3 separate regions of the Mus musculus genome follow, and all the other regions are linked to region 2. A link is a contact called in public HiChIP or PLAC-seq and promoter capture Hi-C data. All regions are on one chromosome and are shown on one strand. Each heading gives the region's core, a stretch centred on a gene start, on an enhancer-like site or on the middle of the called end of the contact. The rest is flanking DNA. Distances are from core to core; before and after follow the strand shown. Region 1 holds the start of Ccdc59 (coiled-coil domain containing 59). Region 2 holds the start of Alx1 (ALX homeobox 1). Region 3 holds the start of Cep290 (centrosomal protein 290).

Region 1 (4,506 bases), core at 535-3,034, 2.8 Mb after region 2:
CTGTCTCTTCACAGAACTAGATGACAAAATCCGAAGGACTGCTTCCAATAAGTCAGCTCAAAAAACAGCTGGGAATTCATAAAACTCAAAAAGTTATCACGTCCAGAGTCTAGTCTCTGAATTGGTACTCAGACTTTTGCACACACACACACACACACACACAGAGGAAACAGGAAAAAAAAACTTTTAGCAAAAGCAAACTGCAGAACATACAATAGGCACCAATGAATCAAGCTATTAGTATATATAAGGTAATAGCCCATCAGGAAGAGACAAAGTTAAACAAAGGTTTGCTCTGCACTTAAAAGTTTTGTTTTCTTGTATTTTCTTCGTTTTTTTTTTCTTTTTGAAAGCCAACAAGAGTCACTTTTTTTCAACAAATATTTTATAGAGTACTTAATGTATGCCAAATAGTTTCCCACACGTTGGAATCCTGGTTAAGGCAAATACGGTTCCTGCTTTCTACAAGTTTATGTACCAGGTTATCAACGCAGAATACTATGGGAGCAAACTGAAAGGGTGTCTAACTTTCCAACAACCAGGAACTATTGCCCAAGAACCAATGTGTCTTAAGTTCTACCATTATAACCCCCCCCCCTCCATGGCCCCTACCTCCGCCCCCGGGGCACTTTGCATTTACAGGCTGCTTCAGTGATTAAGTAAGTTCACTAATGCTGACAACATCTGGAACACCTGGAAGCAAAGCACAAGCAATTCCAGTAGCTGCTACTGTTCCTGTTCCTCTATTTCCAGAATAGAATCTAAGTTGGTAGAATCTAAGTTTCTTGCGGGTATCAAACTCCAGAGCCTAGAAAACACCAGGGTGCATAACTGATATTGAAAATACAGTTTTCTTCTTCTTCTTCTTCTTTTTTTCCCCGAGACTGGGTTTCTCTGTGTAGACCAGGCAGGCCTCGAACTCAGAAATCTGCCTGCCTCCGCTTCCGCCTCCCAAGTGCTGGGAATTAAAGGTGTGTTTTCAAATTAACTAGCGAGCACTCAAAGCTTTCACTATCACCATCCTAATCCACGATACCTTGTGCCGAGTAGGAACTGGCTCTTATTGGTCCCCCAAGTCCACTTCTACTTTGTATTGATCATCACACAGCCTTTAGATGTTTTCAAAACTAAATTGTTGAATCAATAAATGAAGGAACGCCTCTTCCCCGGGTTGACTACTTTAAGTTGTGGAACTTGACCAACACCCAGATTAGAACCCAGAGGGGACCCCGCCCGTCTCCATCCATCCTCGCTATTCAGCTCCCTCCAATTCATCTCCTAGGTAACAGCATCCTTCAAGTCCCTGCCACTTCCGCCGAGTTCCACCAGGGGGCGCGCTGACAGCCCCCGCCCCGCCCGCCCCGCCCGCCCCGCCAGTCACCTGATCCCGTCTCTGCCTCGCGCGGCTCGGCCTCCACCGCCGACTCCCTCAGCGCCGCCAGCACGCTCTCAGGGGGCAGGTCGACCAGCTCCTGCCAGACCGACTTGGTGTAGAAGTCCACCGTGTGCGCGCTGGAAATGGCCAGGGCGCCCCTGAGGAAGCTCAGCAAGCCCTGTAACTTGTCGTGCAGCGTGGGCAGGTCCGGGGTCCTGGGCAGAGGGCAGGCCGCCGCCATGACGCTCATCCTCCGGGGCTGCAGGTGGCGCCAACATGGCCGCGCGACCCCTCTCTTCCCCGCCGGAAGCGGCTCAGGCTGAGGCAGTCGAGCTCCGAGCACGCGCCGGGTTGGGCGATTGATTGCTTCCGCCTCGTGACGTGTTAGGTCGGCGTCCACTGGCGTTCCAGGAACTCCCACCGTGGAAAAAGATGGCGCCTTCGCGGCCGTCTTCCAAGTGGCGGACCGGAGGGTTTGCGGCGCGTGGGGAAGGGATCTCTCAGGTCAGATTCGGAAACCAGAATGGGAAGCGCAGGACTTGGCGGCCGAACCCCCAGCAAGCCTTCCGGGGGAGCGTGCGCAAGGGTAAGGAGGGACAGCCGTGGAGGAGCGCTCGGGCCCGCCGAAGTCGAGGGAGTAGGATGGGATCCGGCTTGAGATCGGGGAAGCCGTTCCTAAGCTCGCCAAGTCCGAGAGCTTCTCAGTCCTTTGACTGAGAACCGGACGGTGCGGTCAGCTTCAGTGATTTAACGCAGATCTCAGGTCTAAGCGAAGACACGGGGCGTCTAGAGGTGCGCTTGGCTAAGAAGCACCCAGACATACTTGCATCTCTACTACAGCAAGTATGTAATATAGATACAATATTACATTAAAATACTCTGCCCCAAAGCTTTGATAACCAAAAGACACCACAGTAGCCCTCCAGTCTCATACTGCTGCCTTCCTTAGATTCGATTCGATGTCTTGTCTTTGAAGGCCTCTCGTTGCATGTCAGATGCTTAAGTGGTTTTTGTTCGATCTAAGAATAATCGACAGGTGTTCAGAAAGTTGTACAGTACCTCCCCCTTTTGTTTTGTGTTGTGTTTTGGAAAATAAGTGATTAGTAAGATCCTCCAAGGGAAAAATACTAGACTACTCTACTTTATTTATTAAGTGTTTACTGAAGACCCAAGTGAGATTGTATGTGGATTAAATAAAATGTAATTTGTGGATATGAGTCTAAATTCAAGGTGAGCAGTAAAGTTTAGTTTACTGTACTTAGAGTTTTTAATGTGATGTCTGACAACTCGCTGTTACCCTTATATTTAGGTAAAGGGCCACCTTGCTCTTCAGTGTACCATTAAATGGTTGCCTAACCTTATCTTTAAAGCAAAGCCAAGTAATTCTCTCATTTGAATATAAAGTAAAAGAAAAAAATATTTAGTTTTCATTTTCTGTTAAAGTAATTGTAACTGAAATCCTTCAATGTTAGGACAAGGTTTTGCATTTCGGAGAAAACTGAAGATCCAGCAAAATTACAAGAAATTGCTGTGGAAGGTGAAGGAGGCACCAGCGTCACAGGAGTCCCAGTTCACAGATCGTTACCCAGAGCACCTGAAACACCTCTATCTGGCCGAAGAGGAAAGACTCAGAAAACAGCAAAGAAAGGCTGGCCTGGCTTTGTCAGAAGAACAGGTTGACCGGCCTTTGCCTGAAGAGGAGGGCAGCACTGAGCAGACTTCCTCTGAAGAACCGCCAGGTGGTCACCAGCCACAGCCAGAAGAGCTGAACACAGGAAGGTAAGCACCTCCGTCTTCAGAAATTCCTCACTTTAAATGTAAAGAATGTTTTACTGACGACACAGGGAAAAATTTGTAAGAATCAGGATTTTTCTTAGCACTTTTTTCAAGTCATGTAATGGTATTTCATGGAGTCTCCCCACTTAGTGTTAAATGACTGAAAGAGGCTAGTTGAGCAGAGATGTCGAAAATAGGAAATGAGAATTAAGAGATCTGAGTTTTGAATTGCAGCCTCTCAAGAACATGTAATATAATTGGACCGTAATTAAGCGCAGTATTAATGTGTGCATCTTAATTTGGGGGTGGGGGACTATGTTTGATGTTGTAGATCTGGAAGCCCAACATTTAGGAACCTGAGTCCAGACAATTCCCAGTCCCAGGCCAGCATGGGCAACATAACCAGATACTAGAAAAACAATGCAGATGTGTAGCCATTGCCACTTTGGCTTATAAAGCCAGACTTTCCATAGTGGTATACCAGTGTCCACTATGATAGAAAGGATAGTATAAAATGATTTGAGAGCCACGGTGGACACCATCTTTTATAGCCTCATCCTGGATCATCTTCTCAGTCAATGATGTCCCTAAAGCATTACATTTCATGACATTTTATCATGTTCATTTATATCAAGTATTCTAAAACATGCCTGGTGTTTGGTAACTTTATGACTGCTAACTGCTGTTGTCTGTATTCTCATTTGCATTTTCTACAAAGGGTCCAGGAAATAGGTTGCGGTTAATGAAAACCAAGCAAGGGATGGTTTTATATGCCTGTAATCTTCTCAGAAGGCTGAAGCAGGAAGATTGCTGGTCATTCAAAGCTAGCTTGTGGTTCATAGTAAGATGCCATCCTATAAAACAACAAACATATTTAACACATGGACTTCTTCCTGAATGATTGCTGGCTTACCCCTGATAATCCCTGCACACAGGAGGCTTAACTCAGGAGGCCCCAATAGTGAGAGGCTAAGCTGAGGTAGATGGTGAGTTTCAGACCAGCTTACACTATTTTACCTTAAAACAAAACCCTGCTTACCCCTTGATTTTATTAGAGGTAGTTTGTAAGACTGTTACTACATATAATTCAAGCAAAACTGCCTTAACGTGCACAGCAAGGCATTACTTCAGATCTTAACTTTTTTTTTTTTTTAAACCAAAATGTTGTCTTTCAAAGCTAGGGCAAGGATTGCACGCACAAATCATATGCAGAATCAAGCCAGGTCAAATCCCATCATGGACTGGGGAGAGAGTTACAAAGTCCCATATGGAGCTTAGGAGAGTTTGGCAATTGATGGCTGGGGCGGGCGAGTCTGCCACGTCAGACAGCCCATGCCCCAGTAGGTGGCTCCACA
Region 2 (4,348 bases), core at 548-3,047:
TTAAAGCACGGTGGGGTTTCTCTAGCAGTTAACGCAGGCCACTACAAAACCATTTGTAAAAATCCTGTCAGTTCAAATAACTTCAGGCACGCATCTAAGAGAGCCGAAAACACTTAACACCACCGAAATGAAGCCAGGAAGCCAAAAAGTTCTTGTATGTAATATTGGTTGTTCCAGTCTTTCCAAATAAACGATTGAAATCCACTAAAAAAAAAACACGGGCATTTATTATGTGCATTTTTTGTTCTAACCGGCCAAGTCAAAAGTCGCCCTCTGCACTGAATAAAACGAGTAGAATGTGAGATTCGTTTAAAATCTGTATAGAGTGTTGTGCGAATCAGCTCCCGAAAGTGAAAAGGTCTTGCCAGATTTTTGAACCTCCATTAAAATAGGGGGCGGTGGCTTGTTGTAAATATTTCACACTTAATTCGTTTGTTGTTTTAAAGCGCCCCGCTTCTTTCCTTGCCATTTAAGGGCGGCGTATACACCATGATAAGGAAAAGTCCTCTTAGAATCATAAACCTGTTTTAACTGTCGGGATGTGAAATGATAGGGATTGCACTGGGCTACAAGATAGAAAAAGATAGATGGTTTGTTTTGATAACATTTTGACTTGGAGATAGTCTGGCATTCAGAGTTGAAGATTCTGTCCAGAAACACTCCGAAAGGCTCCTTAGGTGACATTTTATGTGGAAGAAGAAAAACAGACAATGCAGAATCCCCAAGTGAGTGGTTTTTATCCGGAATGCTTTGCCCAAAAGCTAAAATGATTAGGTTTTTTACCAAAATGTATGTTTGCTCATCACAAACGCAATAAAGAAGTAAAGAAAATCGGCAGAAACTTAAGTTCACACAAGCTAATATATATATAGCAACAGAGAAATACAATAAAAATGTCGTCACTCCTAGGACATTAAAAACGGTTTCGTAGCTTCCCACTCATGCACACATAAAAGAGCTCAAAGATTTTGGTTTTCCTGACCACTATGACATCTAGTGATGGATTTCACATCCCCGAGCCCCGGCATCCTGGAGGGTTCACAGCGGTGGTGCGGTATTTTAACTCAATTATGACTTATTTGGAGTCCTGTTAACCTACACTGTGATCCTGGTCAGATCCTTCTTGTCCAGTTGTGAACTCTATCCGAAAGTGAAATAGAATCCGGCAGGATTTAGCTCTGGACCCCGGCCGGTTGCGGGAGTCCCAGAGTGCGCGGCGCCCGGTCCCCAGCAATCTGGATTCCTCTTGCCACATTTCTTTACTTCGACCCGCACCGTACCTCACTTCGGGGAAGGATGGCTGAGACTGGGGCTCAGTTTGGAGCCCTGGTCAGGCCGCTAGGGAGTAGGGATTAGGATGGGGTTGGGGGCTGGAGGTCAGCCGGGGTGCTGGTGACTTACCGCTGCTGTCCTGACAGGGCGAAGTCCTGTCCAGGCGCACGTGATGCTCCGCTCGCGGCAGCGGCCCGAAGGCCTGCACGCATTTGCCAGCCGTCGCTTTGCCGTAAAAGGACTCATTGTCCAGCGTCTCCATAACGTGCTCCAACGCGCCTCCTGTGCCCATGTAAAAGTCACTGTTTTTACTTGGCGGGCTCTTCAGGGCAAACTTCTCGCTCAGAAACTCCATAATCCTGGAAAGGCTGTCCGCGAGCTCTCCGGGGCGTGCGGAGGCTGGAGGGCGCGGAGGGAGGAGGGAGCAGTGGGCGGGAGTAGGGAGGGTCAGAGAGGAGGGAAAGGGGAAGCGAGACCTGCGACGCCAGGAGCTGCCCAGCTCCCAGACTCTTAATACGTCCCGGCTGCAGAAGGGGCACCCGAAGTTGCTTTTATATCTTGAAACTCAGCTGGGCTCCTCCGGCAACCTCCCAGTCCTAATGAATATGAAAATAGGCAAGGACTAACTCCACCCCAGGCCCCCTCCTCCCCCACCCCACCCCCATCTTCCCTCCTTACCCAGGGTAGGGCGCGTCCCCGGCCTAGTTCAGACAGACAGTTCCATTTCAGACAAATGCCAGGAGAGACAAGGACACCCAGAATCGTAGTCGCCTCGACAGTGGGACTGGCATTGCCGAGGAGCCTGGTGAGAACGCAGAGCGGTTAACGCTCCACTCCCAGAGGCCTTGCCGGGCCATCTCCCCCACCCCCGCTACCCCCCACCCCCACTCCCCCAACACCCGCTGTACACCCCGCCCCCACCCCAGCCACTCACTCCCAGAAGATTTAGAGGCATCTTAAGAACTTGAAAGGAAGTATTGCTCTAAAGAGCTTTTATTTCATCCGTAAATCGTTTACATGGAAGATCCACATTAATCTGAGCCCAAGACGCCGGATACAGCGGCGGCTGTTAACCGGCTTGCTGGAGGTAAAGGGGCCGAGGTTGCCTCTAACCTAAAAGGCTGGCGTCGTGGCGGCCGCAGCGCTCTCCCTTACAAGGCCCTGGCCTTCTCGTTTGCTGTCGGATGCACCGGAGTAAGGATGCAGTGGCATCTAACGGAATGGAAGGTTGAGGGAGAGTCTTTGAATATTTGATTTTACCAATACCAAACAATAACCACCTCATTCTTGGTCCACACGAATCATTAGGACAAAATGTATTGTTGTTGTTGTTGTTATTATTATTACTATTATTGAAAATTCATAGAGACAAGTGGCCCTGAAACCCCTTTCTTAGTGGAGGTCAGAGGAACTCATCACGCAAAACAGCGTTGGGAGATGAATGCGGTCAGAGTGTTTTAACAAAAGTTGTACTATATACAGGTTTCAAGAGTTGGGGCGGTGCCTTCGAAAAGAGTGTTGCAGAAGCTAGTGGCTCCGCGGACTGGGGTTGGACTCACAGTTGCGGACCCAAAACCCTTCCTTGGTCCAGCTGACCGGGATGCTAGCGAAGGTAAAACGGCGCTTTGGAGATGAAAACCATTCTGCTTGGCCTTGTGCCCCACTTCAGCTTCTGAGGAGCCCGAGGCGTCTGAGGCGGGGGAGGGAAAAAAAAGAGTTCCTTGCCTTGGGCACACTCAAGAAGCCATTTGCAATAGATCAGCCAAGCTTGCAAATTTGGTGAAACTCCCCTACAAATTATGGACAAGGGAGGTCTCTGCCCACCGATCCTGACATAACCTTCCTCTCTCACCACAGAGGCCTTCCACAGCGGCTGCCCCTTTTCTCCGGGTTACGTTGGCAATTACAGCAGAGCCTTAGTCACTTCGGGTAACCTCGCCGCTGCGGGTGGCCTAGCCCTTTTCAGTCGGGTGTCTGTCCGCCAAGGTTCGGAAATTTCCACATTCTTCTTCGTCCTCGATCCACAGGTGGGACCCTCATTGACGCCCGACCTGGACACAGCTTGCGAGCAAAGATCCCAGGCACAATGTTCTGCACAACTGTTGCTTAGCACTGCCCCAAAGGCGGGGCTGCCAGTGAAAAATGAAGATTCCATCCGACAGGACCTGAGAAAAAGTGTCAGGAGCAGCAGCCATGTTCACCCGGTTCACCACATTTCCTCCCCAAGAACGGACCCTTTGCTGAGCTACCACCAATTGACACCGTTTTGCCTTTTAACGGGTTCTATGATATTTTTAATTGTTTTCTCCGGAGCCTTGAGATAGCACCATCAACAATGAACTGACGAACTTCCAAGAGTGCGGGGGGGGGGGGGGGGGAGGTTAAAGAAAAGCAGGGACTGTCCTGGGCTCTAGCGGAAGGGGAGTCAGGGCTCTAAGATGGGCATTCTCCGAAGTGCGAGGCGTTGCTTGCTCCACCTTCTCTGGGGTGGCCTGCAAGTGGGGAGGAAAAACCCAGGAAATGTGTGCATCAAGTTTGCTTACAAAGAGAGAAGCTGTATTCTTCTTGACCCTTTATCAGATTGTTCCTGGTGGAAGGTAGACTGAGTTGAGTTGGCCACTCATTCCTTGTTAGCTTGGTCAGTTTGCAGGATCTCCCTTTTAAATCTATCTTACCTCTAAATATTCTGAAAGTCTGCTTTGCCCTAATAAACGCGAGAAAGAGGAAAGAAACAAACAACCTTTGATGGGTCTTTCAAATATTCACAGCGGCAAGCGCTCCTATGACTGATGAAGAACTATGCAGAGAATTCTCAGTTATAAACGTAGCTATGTCATGGAGCTTTGTCTGTCTGTTTATAAATATGCGTTTTAGGAGCCCCAAATTCCCTGAAAAACATTCGGTGTCTTTTAAATCAAAGACATATGATACAAGCTCTCCAGCACTTGTATACCAATAGACTAGGTCCGATTTAGGGGGAAACTTCTGTGTAGTCCGGGTCAACTGCAGCTTCGGAAGCCTTTTCCACCCCATTACCCAAACCCACTTTTGACCGAAGTGGTTTCAGGGGTGGGGT
Region 3 (4,511 bases), core at 1,249-3,748, 2.5 Mb before region 2:
GCATTCAGGCTGAATCAGACTTCTCCGTCCAGTCTCCTCATGCTAAAGAGAAACAAGTATCTGCTTGTTATGCATACATTCCTTTACCCGAACATGAAGGTCCTTTGAAAAATAAAATCTTGATAAACACCTTTACTCTATACCTCAGTTAATACACTTCTTATGGTCATGCAACATTTTAAACATTAGAGCAGTATGATTCTCAGGAAATCAGCAAAGGACAGGTAATGAATTTAAGTCCATTGGTACAGAGAACAGAGGTAACAATTACAAGAGGCAGGGCTTTGTCACAAAGTGATTTGGGTTAGATAAAGCTCTTCATACAAGCCCAGGCTAGATAGAACACAGGTCCAGGCAAGTGCTCCAGCAACAAGGCTATTGATAGAACTGTCACATACAAACCAGCTCTTGGAAAAATTTGAAAAATGGAGAAATTCTGAAGAAAAATTATCTTAGCCATTTGAAAATTATATAGCAACCTGCAGAACCAGAACTTCAGTTAAATGCCCTGACTCACAGGTAAGTGCAATATAAAAACCTGGATCATAATATAATTTGTTTCCTGCAGTATTCTTATACCAAGAAAAGCGTATTAGCTCAAAAATACCGTTAAGTTACAGAATGGAATTTAATAAAGAATATACTTAAGTTGTTACTTTCACTGAGATATACAATCCTAGCTTCATCAGTTACTAATAAATGACTTTGAACTTCTCCCTTCTGAAGAGAATACAATTTATTACTTGAAGATATTACGAACATGAAGAGAAACAGGGGTGGAGAGACCAATAAAATGACACAAAAATAGTAAATGAGTAATAGAAAATATGTATTAAAATCATACAAAAAAATCAAGGTATTGTGATTAAAAACAGCAAATTCTTAAGGTAGTATACTAGTGAACATATTACATGTGTTTAATAAATACTAGTCTCATTTCTTAGTACTACTGACAAAATGAACAGGAAAAATAATTCAAACTCTTGAGTAAATGAAGCCATAAAATTAAATGTGCAAAACACAAGTAAAGCTTAGTATTAACGTTTAAAAGAGAAACTGGGAAGTGCAACTATATCACGCATTTCACAAACATTAGCTTGTAGAATGAATGATTGTGTTCATCACATTAAATAAGAAAACAGCGTTTAACCTCTCCGAGCTTCAATCTCTTAGATGGACAATGCGGATAATACTGCTGTATCTCCACAAAGAATAATTCCAAAACTAAACAGTATTTAGAAATAAAGCAAACACTGCAATCAGGCCTACAAATCTGAAGAACGTCTTTAAAATTTGTTTCAAATACCATTTTTTTGTGCTATTTGTTTTTCTCAACCGCAGAAATCTTTTCAAAAGAAAAATGTAACTGTCTACATTTTTCTTTTAATTACTTAATATCTATTATGTATGATATGTATAAGTACCTTATATATCTATCCACGTATACATACATACATACATTCATACATATATACGAGACGCACTCTTTCAAATAGATGCTTACAGCTCCTAAAGTTACCTGCTGGTGTAGAATAGCTGTGCATTTGGCAACAGTTCCCTGAGTAAGAAGATTAACATCTGAGAAGGAGAAGGCACTTTCCCCCAAGAACTCCCTTGGTACCCAGCAAATGACAGCAAAATGCCATCGCTTGGCATGGCCCTCCTCCCTCCCTCCAGCCCGGCTTAAGAGCCTTGGGCGCACTAAGGCTCCTCTTTCCTTGGCCTTCACTCCACTCTTATTAACCTAATAAGCACTACAATCCGCAAGCTGCTGCAGGAGGCTGCCCCATCTTGACGCTCCTTCTTCACTCAACCAGAGCGTGAACTCAGGGGGTGCGGTGGGGGTGGGGGCGCTCCACTTTCCCAGACACCAAGGAGGCTGGAAACTTTTATTGACTCCCCTCTTAGGGAAGCCACTAACTGGGAGCCCCTCGCACCTACCTGAGTAGCCGGAGGACTCTTTCCCAAACCTCTGCAAGATCCGCCAGCCCTTCGGCAGCCCCAAGCTAGCGCTTCCCTAAAAACGCAAAGGTTCCCTGAGCTACTCCTGGCTGTGGGTTGACACGCCCCGACCTCACCTGAGGGCGGCTCCGCCAGGAGACGGTTCAGGAAAGCTTCTGGGATGGTGGACCGGAGAAGGACTCCGCAGAAAACACAGTCATAGCCTGCCACGCTCGGACTCCGGGGCGGCCGCACCTTAGCAGCCGCTCCTCCCGCCTCCCGAGCCTTCCCCCAGCTCTTCCAGGGCGGCCGCAGACTCCCGCATTGCACGCCGGGAACGCGCCGCTCTTCCCAAAAACTTCCAATCCCAGGATGCACAGCCGCGACGCCGAACTGCACTCTGGGACGTAGAGTCCTCATCTCACGGCTCTCCCTCATCCACAGTAAGGAGGGCTTGGAGGGGAAATAGAGCCGTAAAGCTTTTTCCAGGGTCGTGAAATGTAGTCTTCCCAGGTATCCCGGGGCCTAGTTCCGGTCTTGGCAGGCTGGGGGGCGGGGAGTGGTGTCGCCTAGCAGCCGGCGCCGCTTCGGCTCGGTCGGGAAGAGTTGGCGGGAGCAGCCTGAGTGCGCGAGGACCGCTCTGGGAAGCGTGAGGCCGGGGCGGTGGCCGAACCCGGAGGTGGTCGCTGTAGATGAGTGACTGCTGCTGGTGGCAGGTCTTGGTTTCGGTGGGTGGATCCTCGTGAGCCGGAGCCGCTTAGTGTCGTTCACAGGATCGTAATCCCGAGGGACAGGGTGCAGCCCTACCTATCCAGACCTCTGTCGCTCTTGTCTGCAGTGTCGTCTCGGCCTCCCTGATTGAGCTTGATTCCGCAAACACTTCATTTAGCTCAGTCTTTTTATCTACTTTAAAAATCCTCTGGTCCCCTTTCCTCAGAAGGTTTTCAAAAACTTCCAAACATCTTGGGAGTTGGTACCATCATTGATGGTAGGGGACTTGGAAAAGGGGCCTCGGGGTTTTAGCTCCGAATTCGTCTTAGCAAGAAAATAATAATTTAGCGTGTACATTATCGTATAGCCTGTGTCAGGGGAACTAATTTTCGTCGAGGCTGTTTGCCTCTGCATCTGTTTTGCAGTTCAGGAGCCATAGCTCTTAGCCAGCACCTAGAGAGTTAAGTAAGACCGCTCATGATCATGTAAACACTGCAAGGCCATTTTCCTTGAAAATGCTAAAATCCACCTGCTTCTTTGTAGAGGCTGAGAGACAGTGAAAGAATTCAAGATGCCACCTAATATAAAGTGGAAAGAATTAATCAAAGTTGATCCAGATGACCTGCCACGGCAAGAAGAGTTAGCAGATAAATTATTGATATCTTTATCCAAGGTACTTAATAAATGATTTGTACACAGAGCCTGATGTACAATGTCATGAATTGAAATTGCTTCTTGAAATCATTGAATGCTATAACTGGAAGAGTGCTTGTATTTAATGTGCAGGGTATGAAATAGTCCATTTTTTGTGTGTTTGTTTCCTTAGGTGGAAGTAAATGAACTAAAAAATGAAGACCAAGAAAACATGATACATCTATTCAGAATTACCCAGTCTCTAATGAAGGTTTGTAGGAAAGAGTGTGTAGGAAAAGAAATATTTTTTAGGAGAAACATAAAGAGTCATAAAGAATCATATGGTCAAATAAAATACAAAATCTCTCCCCTATAAGCTATACATGAAATGATAAGAGGATTCTAGATTCTTCATAAATAAATACTGAGAAAGAATATGTATTCTTTACATTAAGGTAAAAGCATATAGAAAAATATTTGGGGCCAGTAATTTGGGATATACTGTTCAAGAGTTTGAGAGTATATTTTGGTTATCAGCATTTTAGAAGGGAATAAAGGTTTTTAAATCATACTTGGTAAAGAAATGTACTTATGAAGGCAACATTAAATGTGTTGTATAGACTGAAGGGATGAGAGCTGATTAGTTCCAATTATAAGAAGGAATTACTAAATTTATTAATAATAACAATTGGGATAGTAAAAAAGATATTGAAAACATTTTAAGTAATGGCTATAAAGTTTAACGGAAAAATCAGATATAATTCAAAGTCTTGCCATTCTGGAATTTCTAGCCTTATGTATTTATTCAACAACTATTTACTGACTGTCTCTGTGTGTTAGTCATCGTACACACTACAGACTGAGATAGCAAATTCCACACAGTTTCCATTCCCACTGTTTACATTACAGTGTAAATAATACAGATTCTTCCCCTCTCGTTTTAATGTTCAGATGAAAGCCCAGGAAGTAGAGCTCGCTTTGGAAGAAGTTGAAAAGGCTGGAGAAGAACAAGCAAAATTTGGTAAATGTCTTGGGAAAAAACTACTGTGGTTCCATTACTTATTAGACAGTATAAAATCTATCCTATTCTATAACATATGTATTCAATTTATACTGAAAGATGCTACATCCTTGTGCAGTTCCAGGTACTGGCCTGAGTGCTGTGGTAGGGGGTGAAGAAAAGAAAACACACAGACACTTAGAACAGTTGTTTTCGGTTGGACCAG

What was found. Promoter capture Hi-C pulls out the DNA fragments that hold promoters and counts their contacts. HiChIP or PLAC-seq counts read pairs in DNA pulled down with a chosen protein or histone mark.
Region 1: a contact with region 2 is called in a promoter capture Hi-C map of second pharyngeal arch cranial neural crest, with 8 times the contacts expected there. The contact joins the promoter of Ccdc59 here to the promoter of Alx1 in region 2. A contact is called at or near these places in 3 of 39 promoter capture datasets (cranial neural crest, hippocampal neurons and second pharyngeal arch cranial neural crest) and 1 of 115 datasets of contacts at active chromatin or transcription factors (astrocytes).
Region 3: an H3K4me3 HiChIP or PLAC-seq map of embryonic forebrain shows a contact between it and region 2, with 12 times the contacts expected there. The contact joins the promoter of Cep290 here to the promoter of Alx1 in region 2. A contact is called at or near these places in 4 of 39 promoter capture datasets (cranial neural crest, frontonasal cranial neural crest, hippocampal neurons and 1 more) and 1 of 115 datasets of contacts at active chromatin or transcription factors (embryonic forebrain).

What each region holds. Positions count from the first base shown.
Region 1 is chr10:105,839,695-105,844,200 of GRCm38.p6, forward strand. It overlaps Ccdc59 (coiled-coil domain containing 59), which reads left to right and starts at 1,785. Exons shown (of 4, transcript NM_025602.3): 1 at 1,785-1,961; 2 at 2,848-3,154. The coding sequence starts at 1,808. It overlaps Mettl25 (methyltransferase like 25), which reads right to left and starts at 1,686. Exons shown (of 12, transcript NM_207522.2): 1 at 1,382-1,686. The coding sequence starts at 1,625.
Region 2 is chr10:103,026,980-103,031,327 of GRCm38.p6, forward strand. Alx1 (ALX homeobox 1) reads right to left here and starts at 1,798. Exons shown (of 4, transcript NM_172553.4): 1 at 1,402-1,798. The coding sequence starts at 1,627. It overlaps Gm34298, which reads left to right and starts at 2,006. Exons shown (of 4, transcript XM_006514426.1): 1 at 2,006-2,077; 2 at 2,222-2,359; 3 at 2,755-2,884; 4 at 3,130-4,348. The coding sequence starts at 2,006. The coding sequence ends at 3,596.
Region 3 is chr10:100,485,084-100,489,594 of GRCm38.p6, forward strand. It overlaps Cep290 (centrosomal protein 290), which reads left to right and starts at 2,499. Exons shown (of 54, transcript NM_146009.3): 1 at 2,499-2,669; 2 at 3,196-3,325; 3 at 3,479-3,556; 4 at 4,237-4,306. The coding sequence starts at 3,224. It overlaps Tmtc3 (transmembrane and tetratricopeptide repeat containing 3), which reads right to left and starts at 2,264. Exons shown (of 14, transcript NM_001110013.1): 1 at 2,079-2,264.